Linked DNA regions of Mus musculus: region 2 is linked to region 1. A link is a contact called in public Hi-C data. All regions are on one chromosome and are shown on one strand. Each heading gives the region's core, a stretch centred on a gene start, on an enhancer-like site or on the middle of the called end of the contact. The rest is flanking DNA. Distances are from core to core; before and after follow the strand shown. Region 1 overlaps Zfp64 (zinc finger protein 64). Region 2 holds the start of 1700017J07Rik (RIKEN cDNA 1700017J07 gene).

Region 1 (3,491 bases), core at 383-2,882:
GCTTGTTCCTCTGTGGTGGTGATGATGGTGATAGTGATGGTGATGATGATGAAGCCAAGCCTGGGCCAGCCACTGCCTGGTCACCCCAGCTGAGACCAGCACACACCTGCCCAGCCCACAATCCAGCTGCCCCCAGCAGAGACAGGCAGACGTGCCAGCCTTCTTACCTGTGTGGCTAATCTGAGTCAACATCAATAGCAACTCCTGCTACCCTGAGGCAGGTAAGTGATATCTGCTGCGACCCACCATCCAGACATGGTTGTGAGGAGGGCCCGCTGTCTCATTAGCTTACCTTACTGATACATAAGCCAAAAGAAGCACTACTATGTAATCAGAGCCTCTGGCTCTACTGGCTTTGCTGTGTGTGTGTGTTTGTGTTTTGCAGAGCTGAGTCTACACAGCCCGGGGTCTCTCACAGGCAGGCAAGTGTCACCACGGAGTGACGTCCGTCCTCAGCCCTCGTTGTATGCTTTGCGATCCAGGTGCACTAACTATTCTTTTTTTTTTTTTTAAAGACTTCTTTATTATTATATCTAAGTACATTTTAGCTGTCTTCAGACACCCAGAAGAGGGCATCAGATTTCATTATGGATGGTTGTGAGCCACCATGTGGTTGCTGGGATTTGAACTCAGGACCTTCAGAAGAGCAGTCAGTGCTCTTAACCCCTGAGCGCATCATCTAAAAATGCCTGAACTGACGGACTGCAAGGCAGACGACTATGAATTAACAGCACATTGTTTGCATCTATTCCACAGACTATATATAGTCCCTCAACCCCACACTATACAATTACATAAAAACACACAGAAAACTATCAACTCGACAACGGCTCCGCCGTTACTGGGACGGTGTGGTAGGGAAGAGGATGGGCGACCACCGTAGCTCCTTTTAAATTGTTTCTTTGAGACAGGGTCTCACGGAGCCTGGGCTGACCTTGTGCTCTGTATGCAGCCAAGGGAAAGCCTTGAACTCCTGATCTTCCTGCCCTCGCCTTTTGAGTAGGGAGGCTCCTTCCACCATGCCTGGCTTATGTGGTGTTGGGGACTGAACTCGGGGCTTCACACAAGTGTTCCACCAACGGAGTCACATCCCCAGCCCCTGAATTAAAAATGGTAACAACAGTAACAGTGATTTTTAAAAATGTAGTTTATAGAGACAGGGTTTTCTTACAGCCCAGGTTGGCCACGCCTGGTTTATGTGGTAACTAGGGATGGCACCCAGGGCTTTGTACTGCCAAGGCAGTCACACCTCCAGGCTGTGAATTAAAAATAATAATTATAAAAATCATATTTTCCAAAAGGAGACCAGGTATTCATATAGTGCAGATCGGCCTAAAACCCCCGATCCTCTTGCCTCCACTTCTCCAGTGTTACGGTTACAGGCGGTGTGCCTTTAAAGGTGCTGAGGATGCGGCCCGGTGCATGCTGGGTAAGTGCTCTGCCCACCAGGCCCCAGCCCCAGCCCCAGCTCCTTCCCCCTCTGCCCCCTGGCAGGCAGGAGCCCGCTGGAAGCGCACCGCTGCTTACCCGTGTGCGAGCGCAGGTGCACGGTGAGCTGGCTGGAGTTGCGACTGGCGTAGGGACAGATCTGGCACTTGAAGGGTCGCTCGTCCGAGTGGATGCGCAGGTGCTTGTTAAGGCTGCTGCTGTCCGCCGCCGCGTAGTCGCACGTCTTGCACTTGTAGGGCTTGACGCCCGTGTGGCAGCGCATGTGCGTCTTCAGCTTGTCCTTCCGGCTGAAGCACTTCCCGCACACCTCACACTTGTGGGGTTTGTCACCTTCCGGTGCACGCGCGAGCCGCGGGCAGCGGCGGGGAAGCAAGACCGAAAGGTTAATATTTGCTTCCCAACCTTAGAAGGGGACTAACCCGCAGGCTGTGAGGTTGCTTAGAGACCTCACAGGCACGGGGCAAGGGTGGTGGCTACGCTGCATTGCTTATTAGAATTTTCAAGCTTCCCCCCCTAAGATGAGTATGAATTCCTTATTAATTAAAAGCACACAGCAACTAAATAAATAAGCAAAAATATTTTGTTGTTTCCAGACGTCTCAAACTTGTTATGTAATCCAGGCTGGCTTTAGTTTCCCTGCCTTCGAGTCCAGAGTTCTGGTATTACAGGCGTGCCTCGCTACCCAGGCTTTAAAACAAAGCAGCTTTCTGCTCCTCTTCTGGCGTGGATGGTATTTCTGCCCCCGATACTCGATGTTCCCTAAGCCTTACAGGGTCTGGTATAAATGTTCTGTCCACCTAGCTCAACGTTTATCATCTTCCTAACTTTGGTTATCATATTATTCCCCGCCCCCCCTTTTTCCCATTTTCAGACAGGATCTCACCATGTAGACCAGGCTGGCCTGAACTCACAGAGACTTGCCTTCCCAAGTGCTGGGATTAAATGTGTGCATCCACCATACCTGACAGTTTTTAACTGCATATTTTGATATTTAATTCTTTCCCATCCTAAAGTACTATTTTTTTTTTGCCATACACAAACACACACACTGAAGGACGTTAATGCAATGGGAAACAGCCATCTTTTATATCCATTCGCTTTTCCCAGATCTGAGCCACAGTGGCCTGCCTTCCTCAACTGCCTGATCGCTCCGTGCAGTTATGTGAAGGACAGACAAACAGCCATCTTGTCTAGGTGCTGTTTAGGTTTCTCTGTTACAGCAGCTTAATCTAACACATTGACCCTTGCTTGAGCAATGGCTATGATCTGTATCGTCCCTATTTAGTGTGTGTGTGTGTGTGTGTGTGTGTGTGACCAGGGCATGTGTGGAGGTCAGAGGGCAACTCGCAGAACTTGGTTCTTTTCCCCTTACCAGTGTGGATCTTGTAATCGAACTCATGTCTTCAGACTTGTCAGGAAGCCCCACTAAGCCATCTCACCAGCCCAGTGCAGTAGGTGTGTGTGTTGTTAGGGAATGAGCTAGGGTCTTGGGATTGCTAGCCAAGTGTTCTATAACTGGGTTACAGTCCCACCTCTTTTTAATTAATTAACTTTTGTATATGGGCTTATTTTTCATTTAGTACAAAAAACTTTGCCAGCTTATGTCTTTTTATTTTTTTGAGACAAAGTCTCAGGTTGGCTCTGAATTTGCTAAGAATCCAAAAATGACACTGAACTTCTGACAGTCCCGAATCTATCTCCAGGGCGTTGGGAATTCAGGCGTGGACCATCGAGTCCCATTGATGCCTTTCTAAGGATGGAAGCCAGAACCTCCTGCATGTCAAATTAGCGACAAACAGCCTGAGCCCCGCCCCTGTACCACGCCCCCAGCCCCTGACATCCAAGGTCCTATCTGAGGATTGTTTTGTTTCATCCTCTTTACAAAGCTGGGACTAGGGGGCTGGAGAGATGGCTCAGAGGTTAAGAGCACTGGCTGCTCTTCCAGAGGTCCTGAGTTCCCATTCTCAGCGACAACATGGTGGCTTATAAGTATAATGAGATCTGGTGCCCTCTTCTGGCCTGCAGGCATACATGCAGGCAGA
Region 2 (3,474 bases), core at 709-3,208, 43 kb after region 1:
TTTGCCTATAATGAGGACCAAGCTGTCCTTGTTTGTTGGAGTCTCTGTCCAGCTAAGTAGAGAGAGTATGTAAGAGGCTCCCCGCCCCTATTTCTTAAGTGCCATGTTAAATATATACACTTAGCCTTCCTCAGTCAGGGCTGAACCTTTATTATTTATTTCCACATAGGTGTATGTGTGTCTCTGCGTGTGTGTGTGTGTGTGTTTGCGTGTGTGTGTGTGTGTGTGTGTGTGCGTGTGTGTGTGTTTGCATGTGTGTGTGTGTGTGTTTGCATGTGTGTGTGTGTGTGTGTGTGTGTGTGTACTGGCCAGAGGTCAACCTCAGGGGTTCTTTTGATAGTGTCCCATCTTGGTTTTTGAGACAGAGTTTCTTCCTAGACAGCGTTCACTGATCCATTAAGCTGGTCAGCCAGCAAGCCTTGGAGATCCTCCTGTCCCCACCTCCCCAGTGATGACATTATTAGCCCTGGTCACTGCACTTTGTTCTTTACATACATAGGTCTTGAGGCTCAGGCTCAGACCTTGTCCTTCCGTGGCGAGCATTTACCAAGTGATCTCTGCAGCTCCAAGGCTATTTATTTAGTTTTAGATTTATTTATGTGTATGATTTGCTTATGTGCATGCATGTGCATACCATGTGCACGCAGTACTCTGGGAGACCAGAAGAGAACATCCATCCCTTAGAACTGGAGTTACAGGAAGTTCTGAACTCCCCGTGGATGCTGGGAACTGAACCTGGGTCCTCTGAAAGAGTGACAAGTGCTCTTAACTGCTGAGCCACTTCTAAAGCCCCAAGGCTGAACATAAAAAAACCCATCTTTATTCATTTTTTGAACTTTTCATATATGTATATAGTATATTTTAATCATATTCATCCCACCCCCTCTAACTTCCTTCCCTCCCTCCTTCCCTCCCTCCCTCCCTCCCTCCCTCCCTCCCTCCCTCCCTCCCTCCCTTTCTTGCCCTCCTCCTTTGTGACTCAGTGTGGGGAATTGCAGGCTGGTCTCCAGTCGAGCTGAGGTTTGAACCCGATGGTCATAATTTACCTACATGACACGGTAGGCGTTCCCTCATGTTCTTGGAACTCCAGGCACTGCCTAAGGTACCACCTCCCACAGCCCCCACAAGAGAAGCATGGTCAGTAGTCATGTAAGCAATGTCCCAAGCTTCTGACCTTCAGGCTAAACTCCTCCCCAGTTACCTAGCAACAGTGAAGACCATAAAAAGGGGTGCTCAGCCCCCACCTCGCTCTCTTACTCCTTTGTCCTCTACCTCTCACTTCTCTCTCCTCTTCCCTTCTCTTTGTCCTCTCTTCTCTCCTTTCTCTTTCTCTCTGAGCCTCTCTCTCTCTCTGTCTCTGTCTCTCCCCTTCTCTCTTTCCCCTGCATTTCTATAATTAAGCTCTTAAACCATGGAGTGTCTCTGCCCTTCAAGTTCCTCTGCGCCCTCTGGTCAGTGTTGGGAACTTCTTCCCCCATTCCCTCTCTTCCACAACCCTGGTGGCTTTAGCAAATTAGCTGGGGGGGGGGGTGTCCCCAGGCAGGGCTGCCCCTTGGCCACCCCTTCAAGAGTGAGATAGAGGAATGCCCACCCAGGGATGAGTGGATAGGGTAGGTAGCAGCCCTCTCACACCTGACTGACCAGAGAATAGGGAAACTCTGCCGGGGCATTGGGCATATTTTTCCTTCCCTTCTTCCCCAGGGCCCCATTCTTTATTTTGTTCCCAACAACTGAGTCTAGTCAGTGCTGGCTGTAAGCGCATGATTGGGTATGGGGCCATTCACTAGGCATGCTCACCCTGGCACTGGCCACACCCTGAAGAAATCCATCTCAAGCTTTCTTAGCGCCCACCAACGCCAACCCCTCAGCGGGAGGCGGAGCCCCGTGAGCCCCTTCCTTCCGGTTCTGGAATGCTATTTAGGTCTTGTGACAGAAACCATGGTAACTGAGTTCCCTAGGGCACATGCAGTCCTGAGGCAGCATTTAGCAGTCTTACTCTACCTCCGGCTCCAAGGACGTTCTTTCCATTGCTTTGCTGCTGTGCTGTCTAAACCTTGGAGAGGGAAGCCTGGTGGAGCTGAGGTCACATTCAGGGCTGAACACTCAGGCACTGTCAGCAGTTTGGTAGCCGGCCTGTGAGTGACTTCTAAAAGCCACGCATTCACTACAAGTTCTGATTTCAACCCCATGGTACAGTTAGCCATAGACCTCACGTCCTCGGGAGACCTCACACCTCAGTAAGCAATTCAGGTTCGTAGGTTCTGGGGGCTGCAACTGTGGCTAAGTTATCTGCTGCTTTTCCTTATCTATTTTCTAAGTTTTAAATATACATGTATGATGTATGCACATGGTGTGTGTTGTACATTCCACGAATTTACCATGCTACTCAGCAAACAATGCTCAAATTCATCTACAGATGCTTTAGTTACCATGAGATCCTACTGCCCTCGTCGGATGCTCGATGCGCTTCCAGTTCAGAGCCAAGGATATAAAGGTCTGTGTCAGAATAATGGTGAATCTGCCAGAATGAGTGCAAGCCAAACACCCCATTTCTTGGTGCTACAACCCGAATAAAACATATTAGCCGTTCCCTCCAGATGGTTCTCTATAGCTTGTTACTATTATAATTTGATATGCTCATATCTATGTGTAAGAAATCTTGGTTACTTATAAAGTCAGTGTCTCACTATAGAACGGGGGTAATTTTATTATTGTTAACTACTACTGTTATGTGTGCATGCAATCCCATGTGTGTGAAAACAGGGATGTGGAAGGCAGGTGGTGACAAGTTTCGGGAATCAGTTCTTTTCGTCCACTGTGGAATCCGGGATTTGAACCAGGTCACCAGGTTTGAGCAGCAGGCATGTTTACCAGCTGAGCCATTTCTTTGGTTCGGGTGAGTAGTTTAAAAATACTGATGCACACCATAAACAAAGTAGGAAAAGTGCAGGTTCGAAGCAAGAGTTGCAGATGTAGCTCAGTTAGTAGAGTCCCTGAGTTCAGTTTTCCAGTATCACATAAGCCTGGTGTGATGTCACAGGCCTCTAATCCAAGTACCTGAGGTGTAGAGATAGGGGGATCAGGAGTTCAAAGTCATCTCCAGCTACACAGAGAGCTAGAGGGTAGCCTGGGCTACATGAGTCTCAAAAGGAAAAAAGGTTTGAGAGGTTTCCTAAAGCATCCCGGCACAAACATTTAAATGAATTTACTTCTTTTTATGTGTATGGGAATTTTGCCTGCAAGGGGCTGTCCACTACACTAATGCCTTCAGAGGCCAGAAGAGGGCTTCAAGTTCCCTGGAACTGAAGTTATGGATGGCTGTGAGCTGCCGCGTGGGTTCTGGGAATTGAATCTGGGTCTTCTGCAGGGACAACCAGTGCTCTTAACTGCGGAACCATTTCTCCAGCCCCAACACAAACATTTCAAATTAAAAATAAAGAAAAAAAAATAAAAATAAAGAATTGGGGGTTGGAG

What was found. Hi-C and Micro-C count contacts between places; a contact is called where the count stands out from the background.
Region 2: a contact with region 1 is called in a Hi-C map of embryonic stem cells, with 2.3 times the contacts expected there. The contact joins the promoter of 1700017J07Rik here to the enhancer-like site in region 1. A contact is called at or near these places in 6 of 39 promoter capture datasets (the C10 cell line, cranial neural crest, embryonic stem cells and 3 more), 1 of 15 datasets of contacts at CTCF or cohesin (embryonic stem cells), 18 of 484 Hi-C or Micro-C datasets (embryonic stem cells, induced pluripotent stem cells and undifferentiated spermatogonia) and 9 of 115 datasets of contacts at active chromatin or transcription factors (all in embryonic stem cells).

The regions. Positions count from the first base shown.
Region 1 is chr2:168,933,684-168,937,174 of GRCm38.p6, forward strand. Zfp64 (zinc finger protein 64) reads right to left here. Exons shown (of 6, transcript NM_009564.2): 5 at 1,528-1,779. Among named protein-coding and RNA genes, the nearest start is that of Zfp64, 20 kb to the right of the region's middle. Within about 2 kb of position 1,633, at least 13 of the 459 cell types and tissues checked have an H3K27ac peak or open chromatin away from gene starts, as enhancers often do. A contact at or near this core is called in embryonic stem cells, where this site is marked.
Region 2 is chr2:168,976,311-168,979,784 of GRCm38.p6, forward strand. It overlaps 1700017J07Rik (RIKEN cDNA 1700017J07 gene), which reads left to right and starts at 1,959. Exons shown (of 2, transcript NR_040326.1): 1 at 1,959-2,250; 2 at 2,417-2,596.